2 separate regions of the Mus musculus genome follow, and region 1 is linked to region 2. The links are chromatin contacts, called in public Hi-C maps. All regions are on one chromosome and are shown on one strand. The core of a region is the stretch at or near the end of the contact, and the rest is flanking DNA. Distances in the headings are between cores, read along the strand shown.

The links. Hi-C and Micro-C count contacts between places; a contact is called where the count stands out from the background.
Region 1: a contact with region 2 is called in a Hi-C map of bone marrow-derived macrophages, with 5 times the contacts expected there. The contact joins two enhancer-like sites. A contact is called at or near these places in 5 of 39 promoter capture datasets (the 3T3-L1 cell line, the HPC-7 cell line, hippocampal neurons and 2 more), 4 of 484 Hi-C or Micro-C datasets (B cells, the G1E-ER4 cell line, bone marrow-derived macrophages and 1 more) and 1 of 9 other capture datasets (embryonic stem cells).

The regions. Positions count from the first base shown.
Region 1 is chr6:145,821,034-145,828,376 of GRCm38.p6, forward strand. Rassf8 (Ras association (RalGDS/AF-6) domain family (N-terminal) member 8) reads left to right here. Exons shown (of 5, transcript NM_027760.3): 5 at 1-46. Among named protein-coding and RNA genes, the nearest start is that of Gm38927, 18 kb to the right of the region's middle. Within about 2 kb of position 1,413, at least 34 of the 459 cell types and tissues checked have an H3K27ac peak or open chromatin away from gene starts, as enhancers often do. A contact at or near this core is called in bone marrow-derived macrophages, where this site is marked.
Region 2 is chr6:145,185,124-145,191,898 of GRCm38.p6, forward strand. It overlaps Casc1 (cancer susceptibility candidate 1), which reads right to left. Exons shown (of 16, transcript NM_177222.4): 9 at 6,235-6,571; 10 at 688-769. Gm15543 (predicted gene 15543) reads left to right here. Exons shown (of 2, transcript NR_157240.1): 2 at 2,242-2,507. Among named protein-coding and RNA genes, the nearest start is that of Gm15543, 6.2 kb to the left of the region's middle. Within about 2 kb of position 2,583, at least 129 of the 459 cell types and tissues checked have an H3K27ac peak or open chromatin away from gene starts, as enhancers often do. A contact at or near this core is called in bone marrow-derived macrophages, where this site is marked.

The DNA.
Region 1 (7,343 bases), core at 163-2,662, 630 kb after region 2:
TCTGATATTCTCCCAAATAATAAATTTTCAAGATTCATTGGAGCAATACAATTGTTGCTTGCTTTCTTATATACTTAATACTTAAAGATATAATATTGTTTCCTTTGAAAGATGCCAAAGAAAGTAGGTCTATGTATCAGTGATTAAAAAAAAAAAAAAAAAAAAAACAAAAGACCTTTCTCTGAACATACTGTTAACCCTCAGAATGGTCTCTTACACAGAGGTACAGCTAGGCCGGGGGTGCTCAGCAGGTGAGTAAGAACTTGGCACACAAGCACCAGTCCTGGGTCCATGTCCTCAGCATCCCTGTGTAACATGTCACACCACTAGCATCAATACTGGCGAATCAAAGACACGTGGACGGCTTGGGCTCATTGACCGGCCGGCCGAGCCGAAACAAGTTCAGTGGGGATGGAGGGCCATTGAGACCAGTACCTACAGTTGACCTCTGGCCTCCGAACATGATGTGCAAATGTGCTGGGGCTTGCAGAAGACAGCATCTGCATCTTGCCACCTCTGATGTGCAAGTGGATCCATGTTTGCAGGAGTGTTTTTAAGTAGAGCTAAGGCTAGGTTAAGAAAATACACATGAGTAACATCATGCTATAAACGTAAAGAGGAAATGAGGAGACTTACTCAGTTCTGACTCCTAGTTGGAAGCTTTAGACTTTTAATGATCCACCCTGCCCTCGCTAAAGCATGTGTTAATGGCTGAACAAAACAGTGTCCTCTTTTACATAGTTCCTCCCTGGCCACTTACATTCTTCATGTGGGGTGACATAGGAGATGCCAGTGGGGTATGTATGTAGTAAGCCCTACTTATGGCCATACTGGGCTGAACTTGACATGGGTCCCCCACTTCAAGGATTTTACCCTCTCATGAGGAAGGTGAACCTCACTACCACATGTTAAGCTCAGTTAAATGAGCAAGGGTTCCAGTGTCATGGGACGGTGGCCAGAAGGGCTTCCCCATCAGCCCAAGCATCAGGACCCTGGAGCAGGAGATAGGAATCAGAATGGCATCTGGCACTGTCTAGGAGCTAGAACTATGAAGGACTGAATAGCTGTGATTAGATAGTATAAGCAGGAGGGAACAGAGAGTGGGCAGACATCATGGTTATGAAGGCCTTGGTTGTCATGGTTATGAAAGCCTTGGTTGCCCTGTAAGGAGCTGGGGAATGGACCCACAGGTTCTCCTGTTTGGACATTTGGTCCTGTTTTAGAAAGTGATAGAACCTTAGGGACAGGGGCCTAGCTGGGAGAAGTGGGCCAGAGGGAGATGGGCCAGGAGGGTATATAGTGCAGCCCACTTCCGACTGGCTTCTTGCTTCCTGGTCCGCTGGATTCATGCAGTCAGCTGCTGCACACGGCCATAGAACCACTGACCTCCCCACTGTGAAAAGCTGCATAAGCAATTTCCTGATTGAGTCACTGAGGAGTCATGTGGTAAGGTACCATGTTAGAAGCGCAGAAGAGACAGCCAAAGGTGAGGGGCTGAGGGGGCAGGCAGCTGTGGGGGCTTAGGCATTAAAAAGTCCACACAGGACGCCAACAGCTACCAGGAAATAAGGACTCAACAGGATAAGAGAGCTCAATGGAGCAGCTTCCTGAGCAAGCACTCATGGGAACCTCTCTGATGTGAGTGGGCTGTGGAATACTGTAGCATCTTCTTGAGAATATTTTAGGGTGGCAAGGTTGCACGTAAGGGCACTTGTTACTAAGTGAAATAAGACAGCCTTTTAAAATATATTTATATATTTATTTTTATAGATTATATATTTTTATTTATATAATATATATTTGTGTATTTTATATAATGTATATTTGATATATATTTAATTTTATGTGTATGAATTTTGTGCCTGCATGTATGTATATACACCATGTGTGTGCCTGATGCCAACAGAGGCTAGAGAGGAACATGTGTTAGATCCCCTGGAACTGGAGTTACAGGTGGTTTTAAGTTGCCAGGTGAACAGGGAGGGCTTCATGTTGCTTTTCTCGTCCCTGTTTTGGGCACGGGTACATATATGTGCCTTGGAGAGAGATAAGTTGTATTAAAAGACAGATCTGTGGGTGCGTCCTGTCCTCTGCAAAAGAGAAAGTGAGTCCTCGCCCATGTCAGATCACGTGGACTCATGAGACCACAGGTTGCACATTCTCACACATTCCGCACTGCACTCCATGTGGCCTGGCCCCTTCTTCAGTCTCCTGGCAACAGCACAGTGGTGGGGATGTAAGGAGAGGCCTGCCAGCAGCGGACTGAGGCCTGGCCCCTTCTCACCCACACCCCTCCCACTCTGACGCTTTGTCATCTCATTGGTGCAAGCAATCTGCCTATCCACAGAAGGTCCTGCTTGGCCTATGACCCTGTGGCCTTGCCTCACAGCCAGGGTCAGGAATCAGCATATTCAAAGATCTGATCTCTGCCTTTTCCTGCTTGCATATCTGACATGAATGTTAGACACAGACACTCAAGTTGGAGGTGGGTGAGTTTTTATTTCTCAATAGACTCACTTCAGAATTCACTCCCATTCCTAAGTTGGACTTCCATCTTTGGCACAGATACATGGGAAACACAATCTAATGAAAAGTAAGATTAAATACTCTTGTCCAAATAAAAGTCTAAGGTCATCTTCTCTGCCTCCTAAGAGCACCAATGCAAACTGCCAGACGGTAGTTTAGCCTGTGGTGACTCTCCATGTTTGCTGTTTGCCACAACTATGTGCATGCCTGATAGCCTCTCTCCTCAGCCTCTGTCAACCCTGTCAGGAAGCTCCTGACTGCTGTCTCACAGAGATTGCATATACGAAGAGCTGGGACTTGCCTGCATGGAGCTTGCAGGGAAAGACTGAGTCCGTGTGTCGTTTCCCCCACCCCCCACCCCCAGCCTGGATCTTCAACTTCCACAAGTCTCCAGTATGTTCACAGAGGCTCCTTCCCAGGACTTCCCACTACAGGGCAGCAAGGTTTCACTGCCTAGTCATCTGGTGCCCTCTACAGGAAGACACTTTGTTGGCTATGTTTCAACCTAAATGTCCCCAGGATTGTCTTTATGGGTCCAATGCTTCATCCTGTGGCTCTGTGAAGATTAGCTGTACTTGTAACCATCCTGGAAGGGCTGAAGATAGTCTAAGGACATGTCTGTGCTCCTTGCTTGGCTACTGGACTATTGAAGAAGTGGAAGAAATCGGAACTCCTCTCACCCCCAGAAATCTCAAGCTGGGAGAAAAGAATCCCTTAGAGCCCGGGCCAGCCAGCGGGGAAACTTTTCTTCTGAGAAAAAATTCACAGTTGTGTAGACCACCTTACAGAAAGGAGAACAAAGAGTCAGAGGCAGCTGCGCCACCCCTGGACCAGAGCTGCCTGTGTGTGCACAGCCTGCTACTGTATTTAAAACTTAACCTGAAATCAAGACCCTGGGGCTGCTAAAACCCTCTTCCCAGTGTGGTATATCAAGTGCACTCCCTTTTTCTGTTTCTCACAATTAGTCTGCCTGTCTTGATTGCTCACTCAAGACTAATAGCTGAACCTGGTTTGTCCTGACCTGACAGAGGCCAACTCCCTGAGTCCAAAGCATGATCATCCACAGATCCCATCATCCTAAAGTCTAACATGGCTTCATGCTCTAAATTTCACTTAAAAGTCTTTTCTTTTTAATTTATATATAAGAATCATATTGGGAGAAGTTCTGCTATGGGTGTAAGTATTCTAATTTTAATTTACATATCTTCAAAAACTCTTTCTGTATCCAATGTGTAGCCTTCTTGCTTTTTCTTTACCTGTATTGCAAGTTTTTATTTTTACTTAGTTCCCTTGAGAGAAACATTGGACCTGGAGCTCCACAGGACCTATCTATGCACGCATGTTCACAAACACATGTACATAAACAAGGGCTCTCAAACGTGCACACACACACACAAATAGAGCTGGGGTACAAACACCACCAGGCTCTAGGATGACTTCTGCTGTTGGCAGAGCCTTGAATGGTCAGCTGCTCCCCAGGGCTTTTTGCATAGGCATTTAGTTCCGATTCTCCCAGGTCTGAAAATGAGTCCCATTCTGAATATTCCCAAGGCACCCATCCCTACTGATATGTATTGTTGTTTTAAAGGTGTGTAGTTAGCTTAGCTTCCTGCTTCAGTATCATGCTCTCTGGTCCCATCTGTGACTCCATGGTACTTGCTACATCTTTACAGAGATCAGTTACTGTATACACAGACCTTCCATGAAAGACAGTATTTTGATCACATTTTAAAACACACAAACCCCCTGTTCTCTCCTCCTCATTCTTGATTTCTCTTAAAACTTGCCCAATCAACATGCCCTACACAGGAAGATGGTCTCTGGCCATGCCATCTTGTGACTGTAAAATGTCCCCTCTAGGCTCCTGTAGTTCAGTAAGGGGTTCCCTGGCTGGTGGAACTGCTTTGGAAGGCTGCAGAGATTTAGGGGGTGGAGCTTCACAGTAGGAAGTGGAGCGCTAGAAGAGAGCCATTAGGTTTTATACCTGGTTCTATTTCCTGTCCATTCTTTGCTTCTTGCTTGGGGTGCCACGTGACCAGTACCTCATACTCCTTCCCTACATGTGGGTCTCCCACTTTGATGAGCTGTATCCCTGACAACTGTAAACTAAAATAAGCTTTTCCTTCCTTAAGTTGCTGGATAAACTGATGTCATCTGTAAGCTGTGGCTTCTGTAGTATCCACTTGGCTAATAAGCTTACTTCTCAGATTGCTGCCAGGATGTCCTCTCCTGTGAAATATGATACATGCACGTGCAGAGAGCAATGACGTCACTGCAAAGTCCCATCATTTCTAACTCCTGTAGGTCTGGTATGGAATTACACTTTTACCGTAATCTTTTGATTGTGGAGAAACAGTGTTGTTATTTCTTCCTAAAGACCAATATGTCTGTCGCAAACCCCACCAAAGCTTCCGTGGTAAAGAGACTTCCACAGTATGACAGCTCCCTCTGTAAGAAAGTCACACATAGGCAGCCATATCTAATGGCCAGTAGTCAAGAACATATAGGGGTAAAATAAAAACTCCCTTTATTAAACAGGGTCACAGCATAAGACCTACTGGTGATGGTGAAGGGCTATTCATCGGTGGAGCTTGGGGAATTGAGGCAGGAGGATTATACATTGAAGGCCTGTCTAAGCTAAGAATGAGTTCAGAGACACCCTGAGAAACTTGGTGAAACCTTCAGAAAGAAAAAAGGGAGACTGGGATTTTAGCTCAGTGGTAGAACTTTTGCTGGAATACATGAGGCCTTGGAGTCAATCCCCAGTGTTAACAAAAAAAAAAAAAAAAAAAAAAAAAGTAGAGAGACTGCGTGGGCATGGTAGTACCTACCTAAAACCACAGCATGAAGGGGTCTAAGAGAAGGATCAAGAGTTTGAAGCCACATTGGGCTGCATGAGACCTTGGTCCAGGGTCCACAGACCCAGCTGAAGCTGAAGCTGACTCCTGGATGACTGTGAGGTTTGTTGTTAATTTTCAACAACAGTGGAATAAGCAAAACCAGAAGAATTCGTCACCTGAGACCGGCAGCACAAGAAATTCTTCAGATGGGAAGAGACACCACCTGGAAATACAGACCCACCTAAAAGAATAAAGCGCTCCAGAAATGCAAACTGCCCAGACCTAGAGTTCAGTAACAGACCAGGGCACTGAATGAGGATGGAATCAGGGACTGATCACCAGAGGCAAACAGCAGCCAGCCTACACTACGGAGGAGGGCAGTCCCTGGAGGATGCATTTATGAAGCATGGACAAAGAAACAGACCCAACGTAATGGTGAACAGAAAATAAATGAAAGCTAAATAGCTATGTGATTGATAGATGGAGACAGAAGAAGAGTATAGATGGTAAATAGAAGAGAGAATATAGATCCTAAGTAGATAAACAGATGGATAGATGATTGATCAATAGACACGATTGAAGATACACAATAGATGGTAGATGGTAGACATAAGCTAGAAGCTAATTAGAAGATGACAGATAAGATAGAAAATTGAAGACATAGATTACAAATGACTGGTCAATAGATCACTGATAGAGCATTGACGATTGACATATTTATAAATATTATAGATTAATATATATATATGTATTAACAAACGATAGGTAGTCACTAGATGGGCAATCAGTAGATAGATGATGGACAAGTGGACAGACAGATTTCTCTGGGACAAAGACCTAGAAAAAGGAACTGCTTCGCGTGATTTTGGATGCTGAGAAACTTCACAACCTACCAAGAGAAGCTGAGGCCCCAGGAAGTATAAATCCAGTATCTAAGAGCCAAGAGTAGTCACTGTGAGGCCTGTGTGAGAGATAGGAGACAGTGTTTCTGGATCCTAAGAGTGTCCCCCCGGCTCACATGTAGACAGGTGCAGGTAGTCAGAGGTGGGGCCTCTGGGGTTGACTGACTGTGGGGCTGACAAATCCATATATGAATGGGCTACTGGGAGGCTTTGGAAACTTTAGAAGGTGGGAGAAAGTAGGTGGCTGGAGGCATAGATTGATGAGGTGTATTTTGCCACCATCTCTTCCCCTTGTTACCATGAGAACAGCCTGATGTTATGCTGTTCAGTCTTGACGCTGGCCTATAAGCAAGCACAAACTGAAACTGCAGGAGCTGTGAGTCAGACATGAAACCTTTCCTTGCAAGTTGTTTCTCTCGGGAAGTTTGTTGTCATGATAGAAAACCAATGTTCAGGGCCAAGCAGTTAGGCAAAGTAGAATTCCCCCTAACTCTTCCTGTTTCTGTTCAGACATTCAAAATATTAAATGGCGGCCATCTGCGATGGAGAGAACCACCAACCCAAATGCTACAACCGGGAGGGCTCTCCCAGACACACTTGGAGAAGCCGGTTGCCCGTGAGCCAGTCAAGATGACTAAACTGCACAGGGAAGGGAAACAGAGCAGGGAGAGAGTGATTTCCGAGTGAATGAGCTGATGGCAATCAGCGTCATTTATCAAGAACCAACTAAATGAGCCTCAGCCTTTGGAGACGACACGGGAAGCCAAGATGGGACTTTTACAAACAAACAAAACAATCAAATTGTGCCTGTTGTGTGGCTAATCTCGGTTGTCAGTTTGATGAGCTCTAGACTCCTCTGTGAGACGAACCTCTGGGTGGGTTTGAGGAGGCTATCTTGATTCTACTACAAAGTACTAAAAGATCTGCCCACCAATGGCGCCATTCCCTCCATTCGAGTCTCAGACTGAATACAAAGAAGAAAGGCAGCTGAGCCCAGACACCCACCATTCTGCTTCCTGATTGCTGCACTGTGACCAGCCACCTCAAGCTCCGGATGGACTGCACCCTGGAACTG
Region 2 (6,775 bases), core at 1,333-3,832:
GTGATAGTTGAGAGGACAGACATCATCAGACAGACACCAGACTTGTGAGATCATGTCCACCTTGTCAGGCTGCATCCAGTGACACCTGCCAGGACAAGACAGTAAAGGGTTCAGGCATGTGTTCATCCAGGTGTGTGCTCTCGTGAGTGTTCATTGCAACAGTGAGTACAGAGAAGAAATCAGTTATGATCTCACTAGCAACAGAAATTTAAATATTGTTCCCTGGGCTGGAGAGATGGTTCAGCAGTTAAGAGCACTGACTGCTCTTCCAGAGATCCTGAGTTCAAATCCCAACACCCACATGGTGGCTCACAACCATCTGTTATGGGCATCCAATGCCCTTTTCTGGTGTGTCTGAAGACAATGACAGTGTGCCCATATACATGACATAAATAAATATTCCCTTGTTTGGGTTGAATTATGAAGCTACTTTAATTGATGAGGCAGGTTACCAATGCATTCTGGGATCAGTGCTGAACGTCATTTGTCTGGAACATATTTTTTCCCTAAGTACATAACTTAATATTGAGTAGAAAAGTATGATTATTGATTATTGACAGTTTTTTTTTTTGTCTGAGAGGGACTGTGGAGGATTTGTGCTTCAAACATATTTCACTCTACAATGGCCTTGCCTTACTTTTCTGTGAAGGAAGCCTCCATTACACACCGAGGGTGGGGACAGAATACCTGCTAAGACTGCTTCACTCAGCAGCTTCATCTCCAGTTCAAGTTGGGTGGTTTGGGAATCCTCCCCTTCAGAGTCGGAAGTCTGCAATAGAAGAATGGCTGGCAGTGAGCATCAACATCCTCAGAAATTATTCTCTAAATGCAACAGGAGGGTATTGGTCCGTAAAATAGCCTAGAGACCAGGGTGAGGCTCTGTCTCAAAAAGCCAAACCAAAAGGACAACAAAACCAGCAGCAGGAACAGCGGCAGCAGCAGCAGGAATGGCTTTTTTAGCACTTAGCCTAAATGCTGTCACTTCAGGGACAGTCTCTGGCCTGTTGATTTGATTTGTGCGTATTTTGTCTCTTGATCACCCTATGCAATCTTTTCAGTACACATGCTGGTGTATATCCAGAATATAGTAGGCTGTCACCCCTCTACAAGGCTGCTCATTAGAGACAAGTCAGTAGACTGGGAGGTGGCCCAGCTGGCAAAGTGCCTGCCTAGCATGCAGGAGGATGGGGTTCAAGCCCCCAGCCCTGCATAAAACAGGGTGATGGTTTTTGTCTGTGATCCCAGCACTCTGGTGGAGGCAGGAGGATCAAAAGTCCAAGGCCATTCTCAGGTACACAGCCATTTGAGGCCAGCTGGGTTACATAAGATGCTGTGTCAAACCCCCTAAATCCAGAGAAACAACAACAAAGCAAACAAACAAAGCCCCCAAGATCATTCAATGGTAGAACCCTGAGGCCACATGGAGTCTTAGGTTCACTCTCTAGGACCAAACAGACACAACCAAAGAAAGGCAACATCAGGCTGAGTTTCTTATAGCAGATTTCACCTGAGAGTTAGACTGTGTGTGTGTGTGTGTGTGTGTGTGTGTGTGTGTGTGTGTGTGTGTGTGTGTGTGTGTGTGTGTGTATGCGTGTGTAGTATGAGCATGTTTGGGCATGTATGCCTCTGTGTGAATGTAATGTGTGTATACACATTCAGGCATGCACATGTGTGCATGCATGCTCTTGAGTGTACATGTGGAATTTTCTTATGCATGCTTGTTCAGTTTTTCTTTTGGAAGGACTGGGGATTTAAGCCAGGGCCTCATCCACACCGGCCAAGCATCTGTCGCTGAGTTACATTTCCAGGCCAGTTCAGTCCCTTAATGAGAGAGACACTTCGAAACTTAACTTTCAATTCAAAGACCCATGTCCATCTATCTGCTTGTTCCTCAGGGTAGTAAAATATTTTTGAAACTACTATTTTAAATGTTCTACTTTGAATAATTTCTCATTAATTATGCCCTACTCAAATTAGCCCTTTCTAAACATGTTGTGCTATAAACAACTTAGAATGTTTATGGTATTTTAAAATATATTAAACATTTAAATATTTTTATTGTTAAATATTTTTTTAAATATTTACAATATTTTTAAAAGCCATTCAAATCAATTAAGAGTCGGTATTAAGAGCCCTCTAGTGGCCAACTTCTTAATAAGCTCATGAAAAAAGAAACCTACACTGTCATTTAATGTCAGAGAATTTTCAATTTACATTACTCTTCACTCTCAACTTGACTAGATCCCACCCTGAACATGGACTTGCGATTCTGTGAGATGATGTCACAACCTAAACAGAAAGAGAAGAGAGAGAGAGCTGAACATGGACGTTCACAGTCTCTGCTGTCTGGCTGCAGAAACCCCGTGTATCGCTACCTCGCGCTCCCGCTGCTCCCGTGATACACTGCATCCCGTCATGCCATGAACCTATACAATCCCTTCTTTCCCTAAGTTGTCTCTGCCTGCTATTTGCCACATCAGTGAAAAATGAAAGTACATAGAAAACGCAGTATTGAGGCGCAGCGATGTCACTGCGAGCAACCTGGCCACGTGATCATAGCTTTGTCACCGCGAGCAACCTGGCCGCATGATCATAGCTGTCACCGAGCATCCTAGCCACGTGATCACAGCTTTGTCACCATGAGCATCCTGGTCGCGCGACCATAGTTTTAGAACTGATTTGGGGCGAATACGGAAACAGCCTAGAGCCATAAGCCACAAGAGCCCTAGAATTCTGTAAGCAAGAGCTCAGTGGCTGTCCGGGTGGAAGTTTGGTAGAAGACAATAATGAGAAATCAGTAGAGTGTATGGCTTTTCAGACAGGGTACAGCATGAGGCTTCAGAGAGGAAGAGGAGGAGGAGGAGGAGGAGGAGGAGGAGGAGGAGGAGGAGGAGGAGGAGGAGGAGGAGGAGGAGGAGGAGGAGCCGTTGTCCTGGGAACTAGGCTAGAAGCTGATGATGTCATATCCTGGCATAGGATTTCCTAAAAGTTTGAATGAGGCTGGATCCAAAAGTACTGAACTACATTGACATTTTAAGACAGAAACAGCCAGGCTGGTTGTGGTCACTGCTCACAGTGCTTAGATTCATAGTGAGGGGGTAGAGGGCTTTAAGTAATGTCCAGTTTGGCGAGGAAAGGGGTGAGTCTAAAGGTACAGGTGAGGAGGGTGGCAGCCCCTCTATGCTAAAACTCTCAGAGCCATTAACGGAAAATTGGGACAAGTGGGGGTGGGGGTAGGGTGCAACAGAGAGCAAGACCCCACCCATCAAAGGCTCTAACTCAGATCCTGCCTGGGCACTTTTGCCTCTGTGGACATCCTGCACATGTCCTCCTTACCATGTCAAGTGCTGTCAGGCTGGAGGTATGACAGCAACAGCACACATGCCTAATATGTTGAGAGGGGGCCTCCTGGAAATGGCCCCTCTCTCATCTCCCCACATTCTCAGTGTAAAGTGTTTCCTATCCCAACTCCCAGCCTGCCTTCACAAGCTCTGGGAAAGCGTATGAGGCTCCTGGCAACTGCCTGCTTCGGGGTTCTGAGATCTATCTGGGTATGCCACAGGATGCTCCGCCAATCATCACACCAACTGGAATCTACCCAGGGCAGCATTCAATGGTAATAGAAAGCAGACAGGCGTGGTTAGCCACATTCTCTAAGGCCATTAAGACTAAGTCAGGATTAAGCGTGGTCCTTCCAAGTTCAGAGAGTAAGTCAAACACCTGCTGGGACAGGTGTGAGACCCTAACACACACAGGTCCTGCCGCTGTTGTTATGAATTCACAGGCTTACGCTTTTAATGTAAAGTATTTCCAGGATCCGGGGATTGCTCAGAGCAGGCAAGAGCACGTGCTGTCCTTCCAGAGGGCCTGAGTTGTTTCTCAGAACCTGAATGAAGCAGCTCAAACTCACCTGCGCCTTCAGCCCCAGGGGCTGCTATGCCCTCCCTGGCCGCCCCTGACACTGCACTCATGGGCACAACCCCACCAACTAAAACCAACACTGTTTTATGAAAACTGTTTCCTAAGTGACCTACATTAACAGAATGGCAAACTGCAACTCCATGAGGCCACCCTGACGGATCCCTAGATACAAGATGGAATGCTTTAGTTTGCAAATTCAACCCATGGTTCAAATTACAGTTTCTAAGTTCTGTCATTTTGCAGTTTTTAAGTTAATGCAATTCTTATGTAAGACACTGGTAGATTTACATCAAATATTAACTATGATCAAGCCACTTGATGCAGAGTGGAGAATCGTCCAACACCCCGACAGGCCAGGAACGCTGCGGAGTCTCTTGTCAGTCACGTCCGTGATGACGGTTCACTTGCTCTGTTCTGACTGCGACTCCTGTGGTGCTTGACGTGAACCCCCATTTCCTTTTATTGTATTTTAAATTCTTATTTACATTGAGATGATGCTGGTTCAGGGACCACTTCCCATGGCCTCCCACTCACCCACATATTGCCTCCTGTCTGACTGTTAAAGCGATCTTTCCTCTCCCTGGGAATCAAGCAATGGCCAGGAGGTGCTGATCTCTGAGAAAGCTACCATTCCCAGAGCTGAAGTGAAACTGAACAAAAGAATCCTATTTCCTGAAGGGAATTTTTATGTTTGTTTCTCAGACAGAGTCTCACTATGTAGACCAGGTTGGCCTTGATCTCGCAAAGACCTGCCTGCCTCTGCCTCCTGAGAACTGGCAGGTTTTTGAAGAAGAAAACTGATCGGTCATTTCTGGCTCTGCAGCAGCCTTGTCCAGTTCTCTTCCCTGCAGGCCTGTACACCTTCCTGTTACAATCACACACAGTACAGTTACCTACCTGTGTGGACAGTCACCTCACACCCGTTTTCTCTATTGCTTTAGACTTGTAGATTCTTTAAATTTTTTGATACAGCTGGTGTATTTCAAATAGGGTTTTTTTTCAACATGTTCTTAGAATATCAAATGACACAAAGTTTTCAGCTTTACATGTATGCTTTGTGTGTGGATGGTATGGGTGCATGTCTGAGTGTGTGCACATGCCTTGTGCCATGGCTATGTGTGGAGGTCACAGGATGGCTTTCAGGAGCCAGTCCTCTCTTTCCACCATAAACGCCCTGGGGACACATTTAGGTCTGCAGACACCTTTGTCCACCGAGCTGTTCAGGGTCTAATTCACATTTTTATTTCAAATTCACACAGGGTCTATTCCTTAACTCTTTCCACACTTAAAGAAAGTGAACCAATAAAAGCCATGCACTGCTTTGTCTTATGCGCTCCTGCTGAGGTTTTGGGGTTCCCTGAAATCCCAGTAGGCTGGGGCAACAAAAGCAGCTTCGAGCTGAGAAAGGACTATCCAAGTCCAAAGCTGTTCTAACATAAAACGCACTATGAAAATCCTGACGGTTAGAAAATCAACAGAAGCCACCACAGGCAGGAGCCTGGATATTTTCAGTGGTGCATGCACAGGGGCTCGGGGCAGAGGTGGAGTTTGAGTGTCCTGATTCATCGCTCCCTAGGCCCTGTAGACAGGGTTAAGGTAACCAAGTACCTGTGCCTGGTGGTACACACCTTTAATCCCAGCACTTGGGAGGCAGAGCTGTGAGTTTTAGGCTAGCCTGGTCTACAGAGTGAGCTCCCAGTCAGCAAGGGATATACATAGTGAGACCAAGTCTTAGAAAGCCAGTGCTGGAGAAACAGCAAAATAATAATGATAATGATAATAATAATAATAATAATAATAATAATAATAATAATAATAATAAAATTAAAAAATAAAAAAGAACCCCTCCAGTTTGCACAAGCATTTGCTGCAAGTTTGCATTTAAGGGCAAGCTACCTAGAAGGACATGAGCATCAAGCAACCATACCCCAGCCTCAAGGCTTTGCAGCAACCAATGGACCATGAGACTGAAGAGCCTGAGGCTGAAGCCGCTGGTCCTACAAGCACTACTGAACAGAGGGGAGAGAGACACACTAACAGCCAGGGCACAGACAAGGAAGAGGCTTCTAAATGGTTTCTATTTGCTCAGGAAAAATCTTGAGAATACCTCCAGGGACCTGCCAATGCTTACTGCACAGGGCAGACCGGGATCTGTTGAGAATATGTCAACCTGGGTAAAGCGAGTCAGGCCAGTCACCGGCCCTTGAAGGGCTGAGGCAAGAGGACTGCTGTAAGTTTGAGGCCAGCTTGGGCTACCTATCCTGGAATGTAGACAGATGACAGACAGACAGACAGACTGACAGAGTATCCTACCCTTTGTAAGACAGTGTTCTCTATAGCTTCATATTTGTTCTCCTCTTGAACCAAGTTGAGCTCTCTTTCCTGTTCAGCCTTGGGCTGCTCATCTTCGTTGGCAGCTTTTTCTTCAGTAAAGAGCTTTTCTTCAGTCATGGCCTTTTCTGTACTTTCCTCGACGTTGACTTGCTCTGCTCCCACGGGGTTCTGATTTTGCTCAGTGACGGCAATGGGGAACAAGGGTGTGATGTGGTCATAGCGTGTGTGTAGAAGCCGAAGAGCAACATTGCTCGTGGCCAGGATCCTTGGGATTTCAAATCCAATTTGTGTCTCTGAGAACCTCACACTCCGGTGCCTGCCAGAAATCAATAGATGGAAGCCAAGAGGGTGAGCAAGAGGGGCAGTCGGGGCCTCACGCTGGGTCTGAACAGGGTGTCCTTTTTAATGCCCCTCCTTTGGTGTCCCGAGGCATTGGGAGCCAGTGTTTCTCAGGACACTCTTGGCTTCCCACCCACACCTGTCCCCAGCTGAAGCTTTTGCCTCTCAGTGCTCCTCCCAG